Linked DNA regions of Mus musculus: all the other regions are linked to region 4. The links are chromatin contacts, called in public Hi-C and HiChIP or PLAC-seq maps. All regions are on one chromosome and are shown on one strand. The core of a region is the stretch at or near the end of the contact, and the rest is flanking DNA. Distances in the headings are between cores, read along the strand shown.

Region 1 (2,762 bases), core at 131-2,630, 310 kb after region 4:
GTACAATGAAATTAAAGAGAGATATAAGCATGAAAAATGATGCTAGTCCTCTCTAATGCTGAGTAGATCTGCATGATCTGTAACACTTGCCTGTCATGCTGCTCTTAGTATTAAAGTCATGTATAGTAAATGTGAAAATACTTCTTAATATTGACATTTTATATCTAAATATCTGCATCACTGTTCTCAGGGAGAACAGCCACTGACAGACACATTTTCATACACATTGACCATCCAATATGTGTATCATTTTCCTTCAGCACGGCTTTTTTAAATGCTTTGTAAAGATTTCACTTTACCTAAATAGAGAGGACCTATTGACCATGCATTCCAAATTTCGGGGATAATGGCTCTGGTTTCCATGTTTTAACTTTATTTGCAGACACATTACTAGAAACTCATTTTTACATGTTTTATATTATATAATTACTATTTATAAAGGTGTATATGTATGTCTATATATGTTTCTGTATCTACCCACACATAACTTAAGGAAATAAAGAAGCAAATATCTTTATTTTTCTATAAGTGATCAAGAATTTTAATAATTATTTCATGTTAAAGTCATCAGTGATATATATTTCAATTAACATTTGAATGCCTTGCTTGAGTAACCTTTTAACACAGTCTTTACATGAGCAATACATTTATGGTATGTTTGCTGCATATTGATTATATTTGAATTTTAGGTAAAATGAAGTATAGGTTGATTGTGTGATGTATCTGTGCAAAACATGTATTACATAAATTTCTATTAAAATGTTTGTGAAAAATAGGACTGTGTTATCACAAATTAATTGTTCTTTAACAAAATACTTTGGAATTCAATTTGGAAATCCTGAACGATTATGATTTCCTAAACTTTGAGATGAACGAGTTATTTGTCTTTTGATAAAAGATTAAGCTTATGTTTCTTTATGCTTTTCTTGAATTTTTTTACAAGTAGTTTTTGAAAACACTTGCTAAGATCTTTCTTTGTATTTCTATCTTTTTCTTTTTCTTCTTTCATTTATATAGGGAGGAAATATTTTAATGATTTTTTTATTTGGGTTAAGTTTTTTAAATTTTGATTTTAAAAGTGATGGTTTACATACATGCCATTATTATTTGTAAGAGTTGTATTTTCTACGTAGTCTCCATTGTTGACGTCTTTATAAAACAACAGATTATTTTCTGTCATAAAACAGAACTGGCTTGTAATAGAACAAATAATGTTCTCATTTAAGGGTTTCAAGGTTTTCTTCTTACACTGACTCTTAAGCCTTAATAGCAAAATCTGCTCTTAATGTTAATAAATGGCATGACACACTACATCTACAGAGAGCTTTTGACAAACCTTATTTTTCAGAACTTTGGTGTGTGGTTTACTCAGGTGGCTTCAGTTTCACTTTAGCAAAATTGTATTTCCTATTGGCGCTGGAACTCAGGAAATGTCACTGTGAACGCATCTTCTGCAGATGATCCTCTGTTCCCTTTCCTTGTTGATATCTTTCTTTCTTAAACTTTGTTGCTCAGAATATCTTTAATGCTAGCCAAGGAGTCAGGGATTTGGACGTATTTTCATGGACTTCCAAAGCTTTTTTTCCCCAGGTGAGTTAACTGTAAGGAACAATAAGCATGTTCCAGGTGTCTCAGCATGTGCAACAGGATTGACATTGTATTTGAGGCTTTGCTTAGAGTTAAGAAACTGAAAAGTTACTGGGGGAAAACTCTGTGCAAAGTGCTGCAGTTGCGTTTCCCTCTCCTCTTCCTCCAGTGTCATTGGCTTTAAATGAAGGCGCACTCGCTCGCTCGAGGGGCTGCCCAGCTACAGGGGTTCCTCCAACAGTTTGCTCCAACTCACTTTGTTCAGCATGACCTCACATAGGGAGTAGTGCTGTGGTCTGAAGCTCTTCTATGCAGCCAGCCCCAGCCTGTTCTTTTGAATTGTCCTTTTGACTATTTATTTTAGATAAGGGGTTGGGAATTGAATGAGAAATAAACAAATAAATATAAATATATATTATATATGATTGAAATTTACCAATTTTATAGTCTGGTATACGGTCCACATTTGTATATTGAAAAAAATGTACCTTTTAAGATTACTTAAGAATGACATGCACAGTTACAATTTTATGTCCACCAATTAATTTCATATGGCTTAATACAAAAGTACTTTTTATCTTTTAAAAAAAAATGCAGTTTTCTAGTGACTCTATATAGCTTCAATAATGATTAGACAATATGAACTGTCTATTAAGACTTTCCTGTATGACCTTGGTGACAGACTGTCAGGAGCATCAGCTTTGTCATGCTAGCTCCCCTTGGTTACCCTGAAATGGAATTAATGACCCCGGGAGATAGATCACTGAGTAACACTCAAGCAGTTTTCATGCTCAGGATTGCATTTTGCTGTTATTTTTAGTGTCAACATGAAACTTTAAAAAGCACAAAAGTTTCCTCCTCTGACATAATATACTTACTGAAGTTTACTGTTGAGAAGTAGCAATTTTTAAATGTTTATTCAAAAATCTTGTGATTATACTAGCACTGTTCAAAGTTTATATCCTATTATACCTTTAAATTTATTTTTAATATTCTCTTTACATGTATAGAAGTATATATACAGATTTTTACAAATGATCTATGAATGCCTAATTTAAGTTTAGTTTACTTAGAAATCTAGTATTTTTGAGTCACTAATGGTCTCATTTCCAGTAAGTTGTCAATATGTAAATAACAGTAATATATAAATGTAAATAAATTATTGCCATAGTATA
Region 2 (2,917 bases), core at 371-2,870, 370 kb after region 4:
GCAAATACCAAGCCCTGAACAGAGTCTTTGTAGTTTTTACTTGATGACAAGGTCTCAGGAAATTGCCCAGGCTAGCCTAAAGTCACTCTGTAGCCCAGGCAGAGGCCCCAAACCTGCAGTCCTTCTGCCCAGAGTATGACTGGATGGGATTACAGGCCTCTCCATCAGGCCCAGCTTGTGATGTTTTGGGCTATTGGGGTCTTTTTTTTTCCTCTTTAGGAAGATTTCCATAAAATAGGAAGAAGATTTGAGGTAGAATACCTAGGAAGTGGCAGCAGAGTTAGAACCAGAAAGCTAAAAAAACTAAAATATCCACGAAAAATACAGAGGAAACCACTGTCCTTGGAGATCAGGCAAAGAAAACAAATGAACACAAAACCCAGGAGTCTGAAAAAAGAATGTCAGATGTCAGGAACCTTAGCATCATAGGGGGGAAAAGTGATGGGTTGGGAGAGAGAAATGAGATTGGAGGAAGAATTGTATGTGAGCTGAGTGTGGTTACTGTAAATACACGCACACATATGGTGATGGTAGCTTTGCTGAAGCTCTGAAGCACACCCTCCCACTATGGCTTCTTAGGATACAGATGGTAGGTCCCCTCAAGCAGGGCAGTAACTTCACCCTCAGTCACAACCCGCAGTCCTAACCATGCTATATACCCACTAACAAAGAGACTACAAAAGGGCAAAAGGCTAAAAATAGATTAAATAGACAAAATATATAGATAAAATAGACAAAAAATAGATTTTTTTAAAAAGGCAAAAAAAAAAAAGGCAAGTTTCTATTCACTGTTGAGAATTGGGCCAAAATTTTAGAGCCAGGAGAATGAACAGGTGACTGGTAAATAACCCTGCAACACTCTGACTTATGTGCAATATGTTGTCATTTGTTTGTGATCTTTATTAATTTGTAGCAGACTGTGAAAGAAGCAAATGGAGACTGTTCTGAGAGGGCAGAGTGTTAGGGAGTCAGGAAAGATGAGAGCCATGACAGTGAGGATGAGGAGTGAGGAAAGGCAGGGTGTTAGGCTGACTGTCAAGAAAGATGAGAGCCATGGCAGTGAAGTGGCGTAAAACAGCGAATGCAGTGAGGACCACAGACAATCAGAGATGATCTTTCTCAGAGAGAAAGGAGAGCACTCAGCAGAAGCTGTAGATCAAAGTCTGGAAAGAAACAGGAACCAAAAGAAAGTCCATCATGCTTCCAGGCCTTATGACATGGGAGGAGCCCAGAGGACAGGCCTTATGACATGGGAGGAGCCTGGAGGACAGGCCTTATGACATGGGAGGAGCCTGGGGGACAGGCCTTATGACATGGGAGGAGCCAGGACAGGCCTTGTGACATGGGAGGAGCCTGGGGTCAGGCCTTGTGACATGGGAGGAGCCTGGGGGACAGCCACTTGCAGTAGAAAATTTAAAGGCAGTGTCATCAGGGAAAACCCAACTTTTACTGGTTATTGAAATTGTATTTTCTTAAAATAAAAATTCTAAAAATGATGAAGTTTGCAAAGAAGTAAGTGAGCTAAAGGACACAGTTGTGGGGCATAAGCTGAGATGAGAGCTCAGGCCAAGGCTTCCACTGCGAGGGACTGAGTCGGGCTACATGGAGGACTTTGTCCTTACTCAACTTCACTCCCAAGAGTAAGTTAGGGTGGGTCTGTGGTAATGCTGGTTAAGAGCATCACACAGCTACACTGTGCCGTTACTAGCATATCATTTAGATATTTAGATAGAAAAGGTCAGGTTTTGCTTTGACATTTGTATAAGCCTTCTTGATTTCAAACCTGTGTCTTTCCCACAGTGTTTCCAGATGACTACAGTCCGTTACGTTATTGTAATGTTCATGTTTTAAACTCATCTGGACTTTGCTTCAGATACTTAACAAATGGCATTGTCAGTCTTACCATTTTGGTAGTGTGCAATTAGTTTCTCTTCAGTGAAGGTAGATAAAGGTGAACATGGTTTATTTATAGTAAGTTTGATTTTACTTGTAAAAAAAAATACACACACCGCCCCCCATGGGCTGGAGAGATGGCTCAGTGTCAGCACTGACTGCTCTTCCAGAGGTCCTGAGTTCAATTCCCAGCAACCACATGGTGGCTCACACCCATCTGTAGTGAGATCTGATGCCCTCTTCGGTGTTTCTGAAGACAGAGACAGGGTACCCACATACCTGAAATAAATCTTTTAAAAAAAATCCCCCACAAAAATCTGGTTTGGGTTTGTTTGTCTATTTGTTGATGTAGAATAGTTTTCTGCTAGACTAAGGTTAGAGATTTTTGTGACTGATTTTGATCATTGCTCCTTAAAACTTTCTAGCTCAGTGATCCCCTGGGTAGGATGTTATGGTCGGGGGCCATTTTACTTCCTGTTACATGCATACATGTGTGTATAATGCTGAAGCTTGCATGGGGAACATATCTGTACTAAGAAGAAAATTGTTTTTAGCTTGTTAATTCATAGACATGTTATTTCTTTGAATAACTTGATTTTTATTCACATGAAATTTATGTGCATATTTTAAAATTACATTTTTTTAACCTCCTTCAAAATGTATACAGGTCCCAAAGGCAAGCAGCTAGAAGGAACTGAGTGTCCACTCCACGTTGTTCATCCGCCCACGGGGGAAGAGTTTGCTCTCGGGTGCGGCGTGTGCAGAAATGCTCACACGTTTTAGAACTTTCAGATCCTTTGTCTATGGAGAGGATAGTTACCTTCATCCACCGGGAGGATGCAGTGAACTTTAAGCTCTGCTCAGGATAAGAACGGGACCATTTTACATCGAAAATGAACCATTTACAGTGCAGGAATGATGCCAAATACCGTGTACATAATTCTTGCTACGAACGTTTCCCCTTTATTTTGGTTTATCTTCTTTGAACCAAGACATCAAACTTGTGAGGTGTTTGCATGTGGCC
Region 3 (2,823 bases), core at 210-2,709, 330 kb after region 4:
CACTGTTTTCATATAACAGAGAGAGTGACTGGCTTACATGCTAATACACAACAGCTTTAGGACTTCCATACTTTATTATTTCATTGTAATCAAGACATTAAACTACGATGTCTCCTGTATAGAGCTCTTCACTAACCTAATTGTATTTATTTTTTACAATTGAATACAATTGAGTTTCTTTGTTCAACAAGACCTATGCTGTTACCCTAAGTATGCTAAGTTTCACTCTCCTGAATATCGTAACTTGATTATTTTTGTATGGAGGATATTTTTCAAAATTTAATTTTTAAAGTAGTTATTCTCTTTCTTGTCTCTTGCTGAATTTAAATTCTAATTAGTTGCATAAGGGCTGTGGTTTATATATGTAACACTAATAGCTCATTTGGGTGAATACATACTGTTTATTCATATAAACATGTATTGTTGTAGCATGTGTAATGATAGAGTAGAAATTTTATGGAAAATATTTTCATTTTATTCTTAACATGTTTTGTATATGTGATAAGTAGCGTAAATTTTGTAGCTTTTCTGTTTTAGTGTTTATGTTGCATTTTATTAACAAGTTCACTGTGAAATGGATCATGCAGGTGACAGAGGAACTATCTCAACATCTTCAAGACCAGTGTCCACATCAGGGAAGTCAGAGCTGCCCTCTAAGCACAGCAGGTCAGTTAAACCCGACGGGCATGTGAGCCGGACTCCTGCTGACCAGAAGAAGCCACGGGGGACAGAAGGCTTATCTGCTAGTGAATCCCTCATGTTAAAATCTGATGCTGCAAAGTTGAGGTCAGACTCCCATAGTAGGTCCCTGTCCCCTAACCATAACACTCTGCAGACACTGAAGTCTGATGGGAGGACGTCTTCTGGCTTCAGGGCCGAATCCCCAGGACCAGGCTCGAGGTCATCCTCCCCTAAGCCCAAGCCTCTGCCGACTCCCAGGTCTAGCCCATCTGGTGCAAGCTCTCCACGCTCCTCCTCACCACAGGATAAAAATCTACCTCAGAAAAGCACAGCTCCTGCTAAGACAAAACTTGACCCACCTCGGGAACGTTCCAAGTCAGACTCATATACACTTGATCCAGATACCCTCCGTAAGAAGAAAATGCCCCTCACAGAACCATTAAGGGGGCGGTCCACATCACCAAAACCAAAACCAGTACCAAAGGATCCTAAAGACTCCCCAGGGTCTGAAAACAGAGCCCCTTCTCCCCACGTAGTGCAGGAAAACCTCCACAGTGAGGTAGTTGAAGTCTGTACTTCAAGTACTTTAAAAACAAATGGTGTCACGGACAGCACCTGCGATGACAGCGGTGACTTGAAGAGTGTGGATGAAGGTTCAAATAAAGTGCATTTCAGCATAGGCAAAGCACCGCTGAAAGATGAACAGGAAATGAGAGCATCACCCAAAATAAGTCGGAAGTGTGCTAACAGACACACCAGGCCCAAAAAAGAAAAGTCTAACTTCCTTTTCAAAGGAGATGGAACCAAATCTTTAGAACCAGCCAAGCAAGCCATGTCCCCGTCTGTGGCTGAGTGTGCCAGAGCCGTCTTTGCCTCTTTTTTGTGGCATGAAGGCATAGTACATGATGCAATGGCTTGTTCTTCCTTCCTGAAATTTAATCCTGACCTTTCCAAAGAACATGCTCCTATAAGAAGTAGTTTGAATAGCCAACCACCCACAGAGGAAAAGGAAATCAAGTTAAAAAATAGACATTCATTGGAAATATCGTCTGCTCTGAATATGTTTAACATTGCACCTCATGGCCCAGATATATCCAAGATGGGTAGTATCAACAAAAATAAGGTCTTGTCCATGCTTAAGGAACCGCCTCTCCATGAAAAATGTGAGGACGGGAAATCGGAAGCCACTTTTGAAATGTCCATGCATCACACAATGAAGTCGAAATCTCCACTTCCTTTAACATTACAACATTTAGTGGCTTTCTGGGAAGATATCTCTTTGGCTACAATCAAAGCTGCTTCCCAGAATATGATTTTTCCAAGTCCTGGTTCCTGTGCAGTCCTTAAAAAGAAAGAATGTGAAAAAGAGAATAAAAAAACAAAAAAGGAAAAAAAGAAAAAAGAAAAGACAGAAATTCGGCCAAGGGGCAATTTGTTTGGTGAAATGGCCCAGCTGGCTGTAGGAGGGCCAGAGAAAGATACCATCTGTGAGCTGTGTGGAGAATCCCATCCGTACCCAGTGACATATCACATGAGACAAGCTCACCCAGGTAAGCTATTTTGTGGTGTGTGTATATATATGCTTTAGTCCTGATAAGCTACATCCTCTGAACTATATCACATATGTACACCTTTTAAACAGTTAGGTACTTGCTCGGGATTTTACTTTGAAAAGATGCACCTGTTGCTGATATAATATCACTAGTGAAAAATCAAAGACATTCAAAATGTTAAATGTATGTCTTATTTTTTTTCAAGGTTGTGGCCGATATGCTGGTGGACAAGGATACAATAGCATTGGGCATTTTTGTGGAGGATGGGCTGGTAACTGTGGTGATGGGGGAATGGGAGGAAGCACTTGGTACCTCGTATGCGATCGCTGTAGAGAAAAATACCTCCGTGAAAAACAGGCCGCTGCAAGGGAAAAGGTATTTTTACTACATTCAGGCTATATTATTTATGATATGGATTAGTTGTATGTAAGTGATACTAAAATTCAGCTTATATAACGAAAATGAAATACTAATTCAATATTAGATAAGTAACCTGTTTCTAATGTAACAGATAGATACAAATGGTATGTTGACGGATGTTTGTGATGTCGTCTTTATCATTGTCCCCGGCACTACAGATGTATGAACA
Region 4 (2,700 bases), core at 188-2,687:
AGTGCTTTCAGAAATGGTGGAAAAAGTCATAGATGACTTAGTGGCCACACTTCATTGCCAGCTCCCCATCAAGGAATGTGATCTCAGAGTTCTGTTATAGATGATAATAAGCTCCCTGGGAGTTCCTAGTGGTTACAACTTCGTCTTATGTCTACTTCTTCTCTTCACCGGAGCTGAGAAAAATAAAAAAGCCTAAACTTGGGGTGAGAGAATGGCCTCCCTTTTGCTATGCTAGTGAGTATTGTGAAACATGTTTTACATGTGGAAAAGTTTTAGAATTCATTTGGTACCCAGGCAATAATGGTGAACCTGAACTTGAACCTGTGATAGGCTTTATCAACTAATCTCCAAACTGGGGGATTATTCTTACTGGACAGAAAAACAAACAAACAAACCCACCTAGCCTCAGAAAAGTTATCAAACATATTTGAGTTTAAGACATATCTGTAAAACATATATACCATCATGGGGCTTTTGATTTATTTTGTTTGTTTTGTTTTATTGAGACAGGATCTCCCCGTGTAGCCCTAGGTGTCCAGAAACTCAGTTTGTAGACCAGGCTGACCTTGAACTCACAGACGTCAACTTACCTCTGCGTCTCGAATGATGAGATTAAAGTGGTGTGCCGCCATTCGTGGCTATGTGTTTAAAGAACCATTGTTAGGAACAAGAAAAGCAAATTGACTACCACTCTCCGCTGGTGGTGCCTCTGTAAAGTCAGAACTTTTGCACGTCAAATGACCCTAAAAATCCTTTGTATGCTTAACTGAGTAACTGAATAGAATGACTACATGAGAACAAGGAATGCATGAGTGTAACTTAGCTCTTGGTCTTTCTGAAAATTTAAAATTTGAGATTTTACAAATTCAGGCTCAAATTCAATGGTGTTTAATGTCCTAAATGTTTGCAATCAGAAATAGACTCTGGAAAAAAATAATTTTGAGTGATAAAATGACTGAAAAATATCACACCTGAGTTTTATTTATCAATGAGTTTCAAAATGGAACAGTTTCTGTAGGACCTAAGGTCTATAAGAATTAAAACATTAATAATAATAACAATGATTACAGCTCTTTTCTTTCCACCTTTGGCTTTTGCAGTTGGCATACTCAGCTAAGAATTATAGAATACAGCAATCCCACACCCTATAGATATTTTACCTAAACAAAACGCAAAGTCTACTTTATACTACAGCATGGGTGCAATGGTTTCTACAATGACAGTTCCATGGGAGAAACATCTTTTCTTTACAAGTACCTTGTCTCTTGAACTAGAACACAGCCAAGCGCAGCCAGTTTGAGGAACAGAAACTGAGAAACACTTCCTCATTCTGAAAATAAATCTCAAAAAAAAAAAAAAAAGCTGCATAAAATTGAGTTGCATGAATTCTGAGTATTATGGTTCCCTGAAAGGCTGCGTGGAGACAGCCACCCAGAGAACTTGGGAAAATGAGCTGACCACACAGAGAATCACATGTGTTGTACATAAGAGCCCCGGGAAGGTTAAACGTGAAAATACTATTAATATTATCTCTGTTTTACAAACGATCGAAACTAGTTTATTCTAGTTTTCAGAGAAGCAACTGGGAAACTTGGAATTTAGCTTCGAAGCTTGTCACTAACTCTTCTAGCCTAGGAGTACTTGGCATCAGGTGAAGAGTGGGATTTTGGGTTGGCTATGGAAAAAGAAACAGTCTTTGTTCTCACTAAAACATGGATAAAGATTACGATCAATAGCTAGAGACATCCAATGCCATGACCTGTGTGCCTTTGGGATTGATCTAGTGGGCCAATGGAAAATGAAGAAATTATAAACTCAACAGCAAAGCGGGGGTTGGGCAGCGTGGGGCGTCGGGTCAGGTGGTGTGGGGGCGAACAGCATGGGGGCCAGGCACCTTGGGGCGGGTGGAGTCCGGGCAGGCGACGTGGGGACGGGCATCCTCGGGGCGAACAGTGTCAGGGTGAGCAGTGTGCTCTGATGGTGGTGCACAGCAGCCCAGGAACTCAGTGCATTGGTTGTGTATAAGTGATAAAGGAGGCAGACTAGTTAATCTCGGTAGAAAGTCTGTGGAGGAGCAGTCTCATATTGAAGTGATCTGGGATGAGACAACTCTGGATGATACACATTGTTACCATCTGTAGAACAAGGGGAAGGCCTTGCCATGCCCCAGGGTCTGAGGCATTGTGTCCTTGACATGGCTGCACTAATGTCAACAATACAGGTTCGCTCAGCTTCGTCTGCTCCGCACCACACCATTTTTATTATTAATAGGTTGAAGCAATGAGCTCTATGACCCTACCTCACCTCAGGACATCTCTGAGGGTGTTGACATGAATCAGATTCTGATTCAGCTAGAATGGGGATGAGACCCGCGTTTCTGCGTCTCTAACAGGTTGACATCAGTCTGATAGTCTACACGCTGTAGGGTGAGCTGCAAAGTTGTCCTATCAGGTTAGATTTGGTCAAATGAAAGGTTAACACTCAAGTTTTCAGGTTTCACCAGGTTGGAATTGGTGTGGGGCAGCCAGCTGCACCAGGAGGGAAAATATATCACAGCAGGCTCAAAGTGAGGTTTTGGGGATTAGAACAGCATTTAGGCGGAGTACCGTTGTGCAATCTCCCTGCACGCCTCCCTCTGACTCCCACATTGAAGCTGGCCTCTGTCCTCAATTGCTCGTCACACGGAATGAAAATAAAAAC

What was found. HiChIP or PLAC-seq counts read pairs in DNA pulled down with a chosen protein or histone mark. Hi-C and Micro-C count contacts between places; a contact is called where the count stands out from the background.
Region 1: a contact with region 4 is called in a RAD21 HiChIP or PLAC-seq map of pro-B cells, with 5 times the contacts expected there. The contact joins two enhancer-like sites. A contact is called at or near these places in 2 of 15 datasets of contacts at CTCF or cohesin (large pre-B cells and pro-B cells), 3 of 484 Hi-C or Micro-C datasets (CD4 T cells, bone marrow-derived macrophages and cerebral cortex) and 1 of 115 datasets of contacts at active chromatin or transcription factors (acute myeloid leukemia).
Region 2: a contact with region 4 is called in a Hi-C map of bone marrow-derived macrophages, with 15 read pairs. The contact joins two enhancer-like sites. A contact is called at or near these places in 7 of 39 promoter capture datasets (the 3T3-L1 cell line, the C10 cell line, cranial neural crest and 3 more), 2 of 15 datasets of contacts at CTCF or cohesin (large pre-B cells and pro-B cells), 6 of 484 Hi-C or Micro-C datasets (the G1E-ER4 cell line, bone marrow-derived DN2 thymocytes, bone marrow-derived macrophages and 3 more) and 7 of 115 datasets of contacts at active chromatin or transcription factors (the 230-238 cell line, the HPC-7 cell line, effector CD8 T cells and 4 more).
Region 3: a RAD21 HiChIP or PLAC-seq map of pro-B cells shows a contact between it and region 4, with 11 times the contacts expected there. The contact joins two enhancer-like sites. A contact is called at or near these places in 2 of 15 datasets of contacts at CTCF or cohesin (large pre-B cells and pro-B cells), 3 of 484 Hi-C or Micro-C datasets (bone marrow-derived macrophages, cerebral cortex and neural progenitor cells), 2 of 115 datasets of contacts at active chromatin or transcription factors (acute myeloid leukemia and neural progenitor cells) and 1 of 9 other capture datasets (liver).

Annotation. Positions count from the first base shown.
Region 1 is chr14:103,176,084-103,178,845 of GRCm38.p6, reverse strand. Mycbp2 (MYC binding protein 2, E3 ubiquitin protein ligase) reads left to right here. Exons shown (of 85, transcript NM_207215.2): 53 at 1,516-1,590. Among named protein-coding and RNA genes, the nearest start is that of Fbxl3, 78 kb to the right of the region's middle. Within about 2 kb of position 1,380, at least 4 of the 459 cell types and tissues checked have an H3K27ac peak or open chromatin away from gene starts, as enhancers often do. A contact at or near this core is called in pro-B cells, where this site is marked.
Region 2 is chr14:103,113,879-103,116,795 of GRCm38.p6, reverse strand. Mycbp2 (MYC binding protein 2, E3 ubiquitin protein ligase) reads left to right here. Exons shown (of 85, transcript NM_207215.2): 85 at 2,561-2,917. The coding sequence ends at 2,676. Among named protein-coding and RNA genes, the nearest start is that of Fbxl3, 16 kb to the right of the region's middle. Within about 2 kb of position 1,620, at least 45 of the 459 cell types and tissues checked have an H3K27ac peak or open chromatin away from gene starts, as enhancers often do. A contact at or near this core is called in bone marrow-derived macrophages, where this site is marked.
Region 3 is chr14:103,154,532-103,157,354 of GRCm38.p6, reverse strand. Mycbp2 (MYC binding protein 2, E3 ubiquitin protein ligase) reads left to right here. Exons shown (of 85, transcript NM_207215.2): 58 at 588-2,231; 59 at 2,440-2,609. Among named protein-coding and RNA genes, the nearest start is that of Fbxl3, 56 kb to the right of the region's middle. Within about 2 kb of position 1,459, at least 25 of the 459 cell types and tissues checked have an H3K27ac peak or open chromatin away from gene starts, as enhancers often do. A contact at or near this core is called in bone marrow-derived macrophages and pro-B cells, where this site is marked.
Region 4 is chr14:103,485,793-103,488,492 of GRCm38.p6, reverse strand. The region is part of intron 2 of Gm34907 (a long non-coding RNA gene); the gene reads right to left. Among named protein-coding and RNA genes, the nearest start is that of Gm34907, 23 kb to the right of the region's middle. Within about 2 kb of position 1,437, at least 51 of the 459 cell types and tissues checked have an H3K27ac peak or open chromatin away from gene starts, as enhancers often do. A contact at or near this core is called in bone marrow-derived macrophages and pro-B cells, where this site is marked.